Linked DNA regions of Sus scrofa: region 2 is linked to region 1. A link is a contact called in public Hi-C data. All regions are on one chromosome and are shown on one strand. Each heading gives the region's core, a stretch centred on a gene start, on an enhancer-like site or on the middle of the called end of the contact. The rest is flanking DNA. Distances are from core to core; before and after follow the strand shown.

Region 1 (4,333 bases), core at 938-3,437:
GGGGTGGGGAGTAGACTTACGTCTGATGGTGCCCGAGAAGCGTTTTTCCTTCTGAGGATCATAGTTCTTTGGGGTTATCTGAAGCTCCATCATCTCCAAAAACTTCTGATGCTTGAGCTGGTTCCCGTGCAAGACTTCTCCCACCACCCACAGAGGGTGTTGCAGGAGACTCTACTGCTCATGGCACCTGGCACAGTGATAACTGGAAAAGAGCTGACAGGATTTCTTCTAGGCCTTCAGATACAGTGCTCTTGTGTTAGTGTGCATGTTTTAGCTACCAAGTAAAGTGCTTCTGCCTTGTTTTTACAACAAAATTTTATAGACTATCGCCTCTGGGAATCTCTGTCAGGTGAAAACTGCTCCTTGTTTTATGTCACCATTTCTTTCTTTTCTTTTCTTTTTTTTTTTTTTTTTTTTTTTTTGTTGCTTTTTAGGGCCGCACCCACAGCATATGGAGGTTCCCAGGCTGGGGGTCCAATCGGAGCTACAGCTGCCGGCCTGCACCACAGCCACAGCAACTGGGATCTGAGCCTCATCTGCCACCTACACCACAGCTCACGGCAACGCCAGATCCTTAACCCTCTGGGCAAGTCCAGTGACCGAACCTGCAACCTGTGGTTCCTAGTTGGATTCGATTCTGCTGCACCACAACAGGAACTCCTGTCACCGTTTCTTTGTAGTGGATAGTACAGCTTACTTCATCAGCAGAGGTGTGGCAGCTTCTATGTATCGAGTGGTTATCACATGCCAGGTTCTACGCAGGGTGTGCTATGGAAATTGTCTTATTTGGTCCTTATCCTGAGGTAACTGACAGTATTCCCATTTTAAAGATGAGGAAGTTGAGGATCAGAGCAATGTAGTGAGTGATCAGGTCTAAAATACAGCTGTAGGATCCAATGGTAAGGGGGTACCCAATGAGCTACAAGCAGGCATGGAGCAGAGGCCTCTCCTGACACTGAGCCCTGTGGGTGAGTTGCATGTAGATTGCGGAAGACCTAGGATGGAGGAGCTGTGACCCAGAGTCTGAGGAGACACAGGCGTTTTTACCCCCTCCCTGAATTACTCTTACTCAGTCTTTGTCATTTAAGATGCAGATGATCCCCTTCTTCTCAAGCCATCTGCATAGGATAGGTTCTCAGTGCTTTCTGAGTTAGGGTTGTAGACCCTTGCCTCCTACTCCAGTCTGACTGTTCTCCACCCAAGCCTCCACAGCCAGTGGTCCCCATTGGTGACACACACAGTTTCTCAGGGACTTGCAGAGGCTCAGCTTGGCTCCAGGATCAGATCAACTCCTCATCAAGGCAGTGCTAGACAGCTTGTGTAGACCGGCTGCAGCCTGCCTCCCAAGTCACTGGTCCTGGCCACCCTGGACTTGACACACTTTCCGCTCACCCCTCTGCTTTTATTGTCCTCACCTGGCAAATGTGGATTCATCCTTTCCCGAAGAGTTTCAGCCAGCACTTGTCAGCCTGAATCATAATTATTTGTTAGCTTCTTGAAAATAAGAATGTCCTAATCATCTTTGTATCCTCTGAACCTCGCGCAATACCCGGCACATATGCACCACTTACTTTGAACATTTTTGGAAGAATGAATGAACATTTGACTCTTTGACCAGGAAATAAAGATGGAGGATCGAGGACATAGGAAATATAGATCTCCTCTTCAAACCGTAACCTCACCGTGAATAGAACCTCTCATTTCTATTCAGTTTGCATTGATCAGATGGAATTGCTGGTATTAGAAATGCAGGTGCTTCCCCAGCATCTTGCATGTTTTGGTCTTCTTTTTTTTTTTTAATGAGAACTCAAAAAGTGGGTCACAGCTGTCTTTTTAGATAACTCCTTTCGGATTAAACTCTCCAAGATTACTCACTGTATTAGACTCTTTTGGTTGAAAACTAGACACTAACTCAAAGAGATTTAAGCAAACATGGGGATTTATATGTTCAAGTAATTGAAAAATTCATGGATAGTTCTAGCCTTAGGCACTACTAGATCCAAGTGTTCAAGAAATGTCAATAATGACCTTCCTGCCATGTGCCATTGCCTGGCTTTTCTCTGCATTGCCTCTTTCTTGGCAGGCTCTCTCCTCACAATAGCAAGTTGGCACTGGTGGCCCAGGCTAAGCGACTCCGATGGGAAGGGAGCTTTGTTCCCAGTGGCACTAGCCAATGTCCTGCTCTGCTGGTCACTAGTCACCCAGTCACAGTGGTGGGGGCAGCCAAGTAACCCTCACTGGTCAGATCTCTGGGATGTGTTCCCATCGTCAGTGGTAAATTGGGTAAACAACCCTCCTAAATCACATGACCTGAGAGTCAGGGAGAGATTGGTAAGAAATCAGAGAGCTGGTATGACTTTCATGGGATAATGATACAGCAGACCGAGCGATCAGCATGAGAGATGGACACTATGGCTGCCTTTCCTTTCTTTTTTGTTGCTAATATTTGTCTTATTAACAAGCCCTAAATGGTGTGATGGACCCCAAGCAGGTGGCTTGTCTTCTCCTTTTTCTGTAAAGATCCATCCCCCAGGATGGTTCAAAACAGCCAGTTTATTGCTTTCTTTGACTTTTCACCCTAGTCTGGTGATGTGTCCAGCAGCTCCGGTATTGGGGTTGGAGGCTTGGAATGACAAATAAACACAACAGTTTTTCATCATGACTTGTGTTTCTTGATAAGGTCAAGAAATACTTAAATTCCCAGTGGTTTTCATATTGGAATCCTGCCACAAGTTCTCTGATACTATATACTATATATAGATTTAAATACTTTTTCAGGAATATCCTTTCTTTTTGCAGTTAACCAGTGATTTCTCATACTCAGTGTCTTTCTGATACTCAGCTCTGACTGCCACATGTCACTGGAATCAAGACATAAAATAGGAACATTTGGAGATATTCTTACATGGGGAGTGAAAAACAGAACATCTTAGGACTTTGGTCCTTTTTTTGTTACTTCCACCTGATAACTTGTTTTTTTCCTGCCACTCTTCATATTCTAATTTCCTGGCATGCTTTCCATCTCAATTTGGTTGCCACCTAGTGAGTATTTTTTGAGCTCCTACTGCCTACCCAGGATGGAAATTATAATGCTTTGAGTACCTGTTTTCTGTTAAGTACATCAATAGGCCTTTTTGGTACATCATCCCATTTATTTTTTTATAGCCACCCTTTGTGAAATGGGTATCATTGTCACTACTTAAAAGATGTAGAAGTTAAGGTTAAGAGAGGATAAATAATTTGCCAATGTTTTAGAACTGGTAGAAGACCTGAGATTCAGTTCCAAGTTTGATAGCCTTCACAGTTAATTGTACAAGAATTAGACTAGGAGCACTAACAGACTGGAAAAGTGTAAGATTAAATTTCTGAGCTAAGGTCAAAGGAATAAGACTAATGCATTTGAAACAGTCAGAGTACATTCAAGATAGGATAATTTCTTTTAAAAATTTTTTAATGATAGTTTATTTACAATGTTCTGTCAATTTCTGCTGTATAGCAAAGTGACCCAGTCACACACACACATATATATATTCTTTTTCTCGCATTATCCTCCATCATGTTCCATCACAAGTGGTTAGATATAGTTCCTTGTGGCATACTGCAGGATCTCATTGCTTATCCACTGCACGTGCAATAGTTGATAAGCGCAGGTCGCAGTAGGAGCCCTTCATTATACATGTGATCTGAAAAGACAGTGGCCAAGGATAGATTTTTATCTGTACCGTCCTTAGCCATCTTCCCCTCAGTTAAATTCAGTGTAGTTCAGTTCAGCTGCAGCTTTCTGGGTGCCTGGTAACTGGCAGCCTGTGTGTGAAGCTCTGTGCATTCATTGCCTGCTAAATGCAAGGCCCCTTCCAAGTGCTGGATGCAGTGGCTGTCAAGATAGGCAAGGTTCCATGTTTGCCTGGATCACAAACAAGTGAAAAAAGAAACTTTCAGCTAGTGATGGACACAGAGGTGAAAGCAAAACAGGGTGTTGGGTTAGAATGAATTGGGATGGGGAGGGAGCAGGAGAGAATAGTGGTCAGGGGTTAGATGATTCAGACTGGCAGGTCTGTGACAGTCCCTGTGGAAAGGTGGTTTCTGAGCTGAGACCTGAATGCAGAGGAAGGAGCTAGACTGGCGAGCATCTGGGGAAGGAGCCGGGAGGCTGAGGGAATACCCTGGGCAAAGACCTAGAACTTGTGTCTGCATCAAGCAGGGGATAACAGGGAGTAACATCCATTGTCTGGTAAGTCTGGGCTGCTCTGTGGGGAATGCTTTGGGGTGAAGGAGGGTTGAGACACGAATGTTTGGGTGTAAGCAGCTGAGCAAGTGAGTTACATTGTGATTA
Region 2 (4,333 bases), core at 1,372-3,871, 130 kb after region 1:
GATGGAAGAGGCAAGGACACGGCTGAAACATGGGTCTTATGCAAAGAATAAAGTGCTTCACTTTGGGACCAAATCGCTTCCACCACTTGGTCTATCCTGAGTAACCTAACCTAGTGGGATGAGCTGAGGTGGAAGCAATCTAACGTCTGGAAGCCATGTCTGGATTAGAGCACATCTGCTCCCAGGAGGGGAGCAGACCAATGGGCTGGCATAGAGAGCAAGTGGACTTCTTGACTCAGTACCAGGAAAAGTGTAGAGACTCAAGTTGTGCCTCAGCACAAGGACGAGAGACCAGGGATCTCTCTGAAAAGCACTGGTAAATGGGAAGGTCTCAGAGACAGATGAGGGTCTCACCCAGATTGCACCCAGACAGTGCCAATGCTGCCAGTGTAAACAATCCCTAATGGTTTTAAACATCTGTAATTCTCTGAAGGCAAGAGGAAATGGGGTAAAAAAGTAATCCCAAAGAAATGGTAAGATGTCTACAATCCCCAATTTCCTTTCTATAGACACACATTAAGATATTTTAGTAAACTAAAGAGAAAGGTTAATCTGATATTGAAAAGCACTAACAATATTTTAAAGTAAGTTAAAAATTGTTATATTCGGAGTTCCCATCGTGGCTCAGTGGTTAATGAATCCGACTAGGAACCATAAGGTTGTGGGTTTGATCCCTGGCCTTGCTCAGTGGGTTAAGGAACCGGTGTTGCCATGAGCTGTGGTGTAGGTTGCAGACGCAGCTTGGATCCCGCATTGCTATGGCTCTGGCATAGGCCAGCAGCTACAGCTCCAATTAGACCCCTAGCCTGGGAACCTCCATATGCCGCAGGAGCGGCCTTAGAAAAGGCAAAAAGACAAAAAAATAAAATAAATTTAAAAAGTTATATTCACATCCATATGTTGCTATTCATTAAATTATCAAGTTCTGTATCATTTAAAATAACTGTGTCGTGCTATGGGTCAAAAAAAAAAAAGTCTATGCAATCTCACCCTACTGAATTCACTTTATAACTAAACTGTTTCTTCATAGATTATGTAGTACTAACCTGGGTGAAATGATCACAAAGTAAGAGGACTCAAAGTAATTTACTAAACATATCATCTATGGATATATAGCATCTCATCTTAAAAAAAAATTTAGGTACCTAATGGCAACATAATTAAATTGAAGATGCACAAATCTCAGTGTTAGGTTGTGTTGTGGATTCTTAAGTCATAATCGGGATTCATAAAGATTGAACACCTCTTTGCATCCTTGGTTTCCTGAAGCAGACCTAGGAAGCACATCAGCTTCTGTTCTAGGTCTTCTAAGGCCACAGCCTGCAGCTCTGATCAGAGCTTCAGGGGGTACAGAGTAAATCAGGGAATCTGAGTCTCAAAGAACAAGCCCTGCTTTTACTGTACTGTGTCTGCCTGGATATTGGGACATGGGTACAATGAGTCACACATCCTTACATGTCCGTCTGAGGCCCCAGCACTGACACGTGATCGTGAACTCCAAGGAGATAAGAGCATTTTAAGAACCTTGGATGTCAAGGGCAGAGAACCCTCCTTAGTGGAAAAGACTTTCTAAGCCTGCCAGAAATTCTTTGCTGTGTTTACACACAAATCTACTTTTGCAACATGTTACTGTTAATAAGAAAGAGTAGAATTATGAAAGCAAAGTGTTTGCAGATGGTATTGGAATCAGGCACTTTGCTGGAGGCTCAACTTTCTTTCTAGTAGAGTTTATAAATGCTTAGAAGGACTTGCTGAATGAGGCAAAGCAACGAGCCTGCACTAACTTCTTCAATAGGAATGCCACCTCCTAGGGGATCCAGCAGCCATGAAGTAGAGGAATTAAGCAGGTGGGGAGTGCAGGAGATGGTCTCACCTCTTCAAAATATAAGTGGGTAAAAATAGCCAAAGAAACGCTCTCTTCCAGTCCTTTGGCATGAAGTAGGTTAAATATCTAAGGTAAGAGGCTAGAATCTGCATTTTCTACACATTCTTTCATTGACAGGATACTGACTAGGCCAGGGGCCCTGAAAGCACTGAACCTTAGAATCAGTCACTGACTGTTGGAGGAGGGAAAAAAGAGAGTATTTGGGGAGCGGAAGGAGAGATTAGAAAATTAAACCTTCCCTCCTTTGACTTCCCCTAACACTGAATCTCTGGAGTGGACATCTCACAACTGGCTCCTTTCTGTAATTCTGGCATGTGGGCAGAGTGTGGCCCTGTAACTTATTTCCATGTCTTGACCACACCAGCCTGGAGCAGAGGAATGTGGTGGGCTTTGGAATCAGTGGTGTGATCCTCATCTCTCTCGAGCCTCTATTGCTTCAGCTACCTGGAGGGATTTGTGTGATTATCAGGGAAAACTCACAGGGAAGTCCCAGCCCTCAACAGGCCATTTATTACTACACTATCTGTTGAGTTCCATCCTTTGACAAACTCCCATTTAGAGGATGAGACAATGGGGACAAAAGACCATCTCCACTGTTACTCCCACGGTTCACGAGAGGTGAGCACACATACAGTTTCCACCAGCAAATCAAAGATGGGACACAGGGCCAAGGAGCACGGGTCAGTGAGCCTTGCATAACTGCTCCACAGGGAACAGCCGGTGATCTTGGGGCAGCTCCCTGACTTTCTGGGACTGTTTCCACCTGTGTGAATGTGACCGTGTGAATCCTCGCAGAGGCCCTGATCTAGTTCAAGGATCAAAGGGTGCGGGGTCAACTAGCACCCCTCCCCCATGCAGACTCTCCATTCCTTGGCTTCTTTCCAACACATTTCTCCCCAGGAGAAGGCCTTCAGAATTCCTCTGGACCCATTCGGTCATCTCCATTTTCAAAACCCAACCCAAAGGCAGCCGCCGCCTCCGCCCCCGCCCCAGGAGTGCCCTTTTTGATGCTGGTAGGTTGAGACCAAGGACAGAGCCTGCCCTTCTCCAGCTCCAAAACTACCAGAGTTCTCTTGAGGCACAGCAGGCGAAGGACCCAGCATTGTTGTTGCTGTGGTGCAGGTTTGATCCCCAAGGGCACGGCCACAGACACACAAAACCAACAACTACAGATTTTTGAGCAAAAACCATGGTGTTTGCTACTGCCCATCAAGAGAGAAAAAGGCAATCTTGTTCTCTGCAGAATATCCTAAGGGATAAGATGAGGCTCCCAGGAAATGATTCCAAATTCATATACAGACTGGCATAGGGACGCCTGAAGGCCATGGACAGGCCAGACTCCCCTAAACACAAAATCTATCAGCTCCAAACCCCTGATGGAGTGAAAGCTGGCAGGGAGCTGGGACACGACAAACATCCCAAGCCCAGTATCTCAGAGGGCCAGGCCTTTCTGCTGCCCCACAGAGAGGCAGAAACTCACTGCACTGTTACCTTTCGCTGCTCAATAGGCTGGTATCAGACACCACAGAGTGAATTCTCCAAGGAGTAAAACAGGACACAAAGTTCAAAGAGTCTACAACACCAAGAGGGAAATAGCATTGAGAACACAGGCATGCACATAATTCAAGCACCTCATCACTGTGAAGACTGGCCAAACCAGCAATTTAAAGCGAGATTGTGTAATCTTTATCACTGAAAGAGCCAAGTATCCAAGTACATAATTTTACCTTTTCCAACTCTTCATTTCAAAAACAACATAAAGCTACCGAAAAGTTGAATGAAAAGTGAACATCCCATCACTTTGATTCGTTTTGTCTACTTATTCACATACATACACTTTTTTTTTTTTTTAACTAAAACTGCTATAACTTTTAAGGTAACTTGCAAACATCATTTTACACCCCAAATACTTCAAGTGTCTCCTACAAGGGAAGACACTCCCCTTCAGAGTCACCATATCCTCATCACACCCAAGAGAGGTAAAGCTGATATGCCATTATTATTTAATATCCAATACAGATTCAAAGTTCCCAAATGAACTATATATTTCCTTTTTCCTTTTAGGCCCACATGTGCCACATATGGAAGTTCCTGGACTAGAGGTGGAACTGGAGCTGCAACTGCAACCTACACCATAGCTCGTGCCTACACCAGATCCTTAACCCACTGTGCCAGGCCAGGGATGGAACCCGCATCCTCAGGGACACTATGTCAGGTTCTTAACCCACTAAGCCACAATGGGAACTCCACTATATCTTTTATTTGGGGGGGGGTAGTGTTGGCAAGGGCAGGGGGTGGGGGCGGGATCCAGGAACCAATCAAGAATCACACAATGGGCAATGGAGTTGCTATGCCTCTTTAATTTCCTAAAAGAACTTCTGTTTTTCTTCCTCTTTCATGACATTGATGTATTTAAATGATCTAGATGAATTAACTGTCCTATAACTT

Evidence for each region. A called contact is a pair of places that touch in the nucleus more often than the background predicts.
Region 2: a contact with region 1 is called in a Hi-C map of liver, with 7 times the contacts expected there. The contact joins two enhancer-like sites. A contact is called at or near these places in 7 of 47 Hi-C or Micro-C datasets (embryonic fibroblasts, liver, psoas muscle and 1 more) and 2 of 2 datasets of contacts at active chromatin or transcription factors (alveolar macrophages and skeletal muscle).

The regions. Positions count from the first base shown.
Region 1 is chr13:67,613,699-67,618,031 of Sscrofa11.1, forward strand. All of the region lies in intron 19 of ATG7 (autophagy related 7), which reads left to right. It also overlaps the pseudogene LOC100625537. Among named protein-coding and RNA genes, the nearest start is that of ATG7, 200 kb to the left of the region's middle. Within about 2 kb of position 2,188, at least 3 of the 83 cell types and tissues checked have an H3K27ac peak or open chromatin away from gene starts, as enhancers often do. A contact at or near this core is called in liver, where this site is marked.
Region 2 is chr13:67,745,405-67,749,737 of Sscrofa11.1, forward strand. All of the region lies in intron 2 of VGLL4 (transcription cofactor vestigial-like protein 4), which reads right to left. Among named protein-coding and RNA genes, the nearest start is that of VGLL4, 130 kb to the right of the region's middle. Within about 2 kb of position 2,622, at least 6 of the 83 cell types and tissues checked have an H3K27ac peak or open chromatin away from gene starts, as enhancers often do. A contact at or near this core is called in liver, where this site is marked.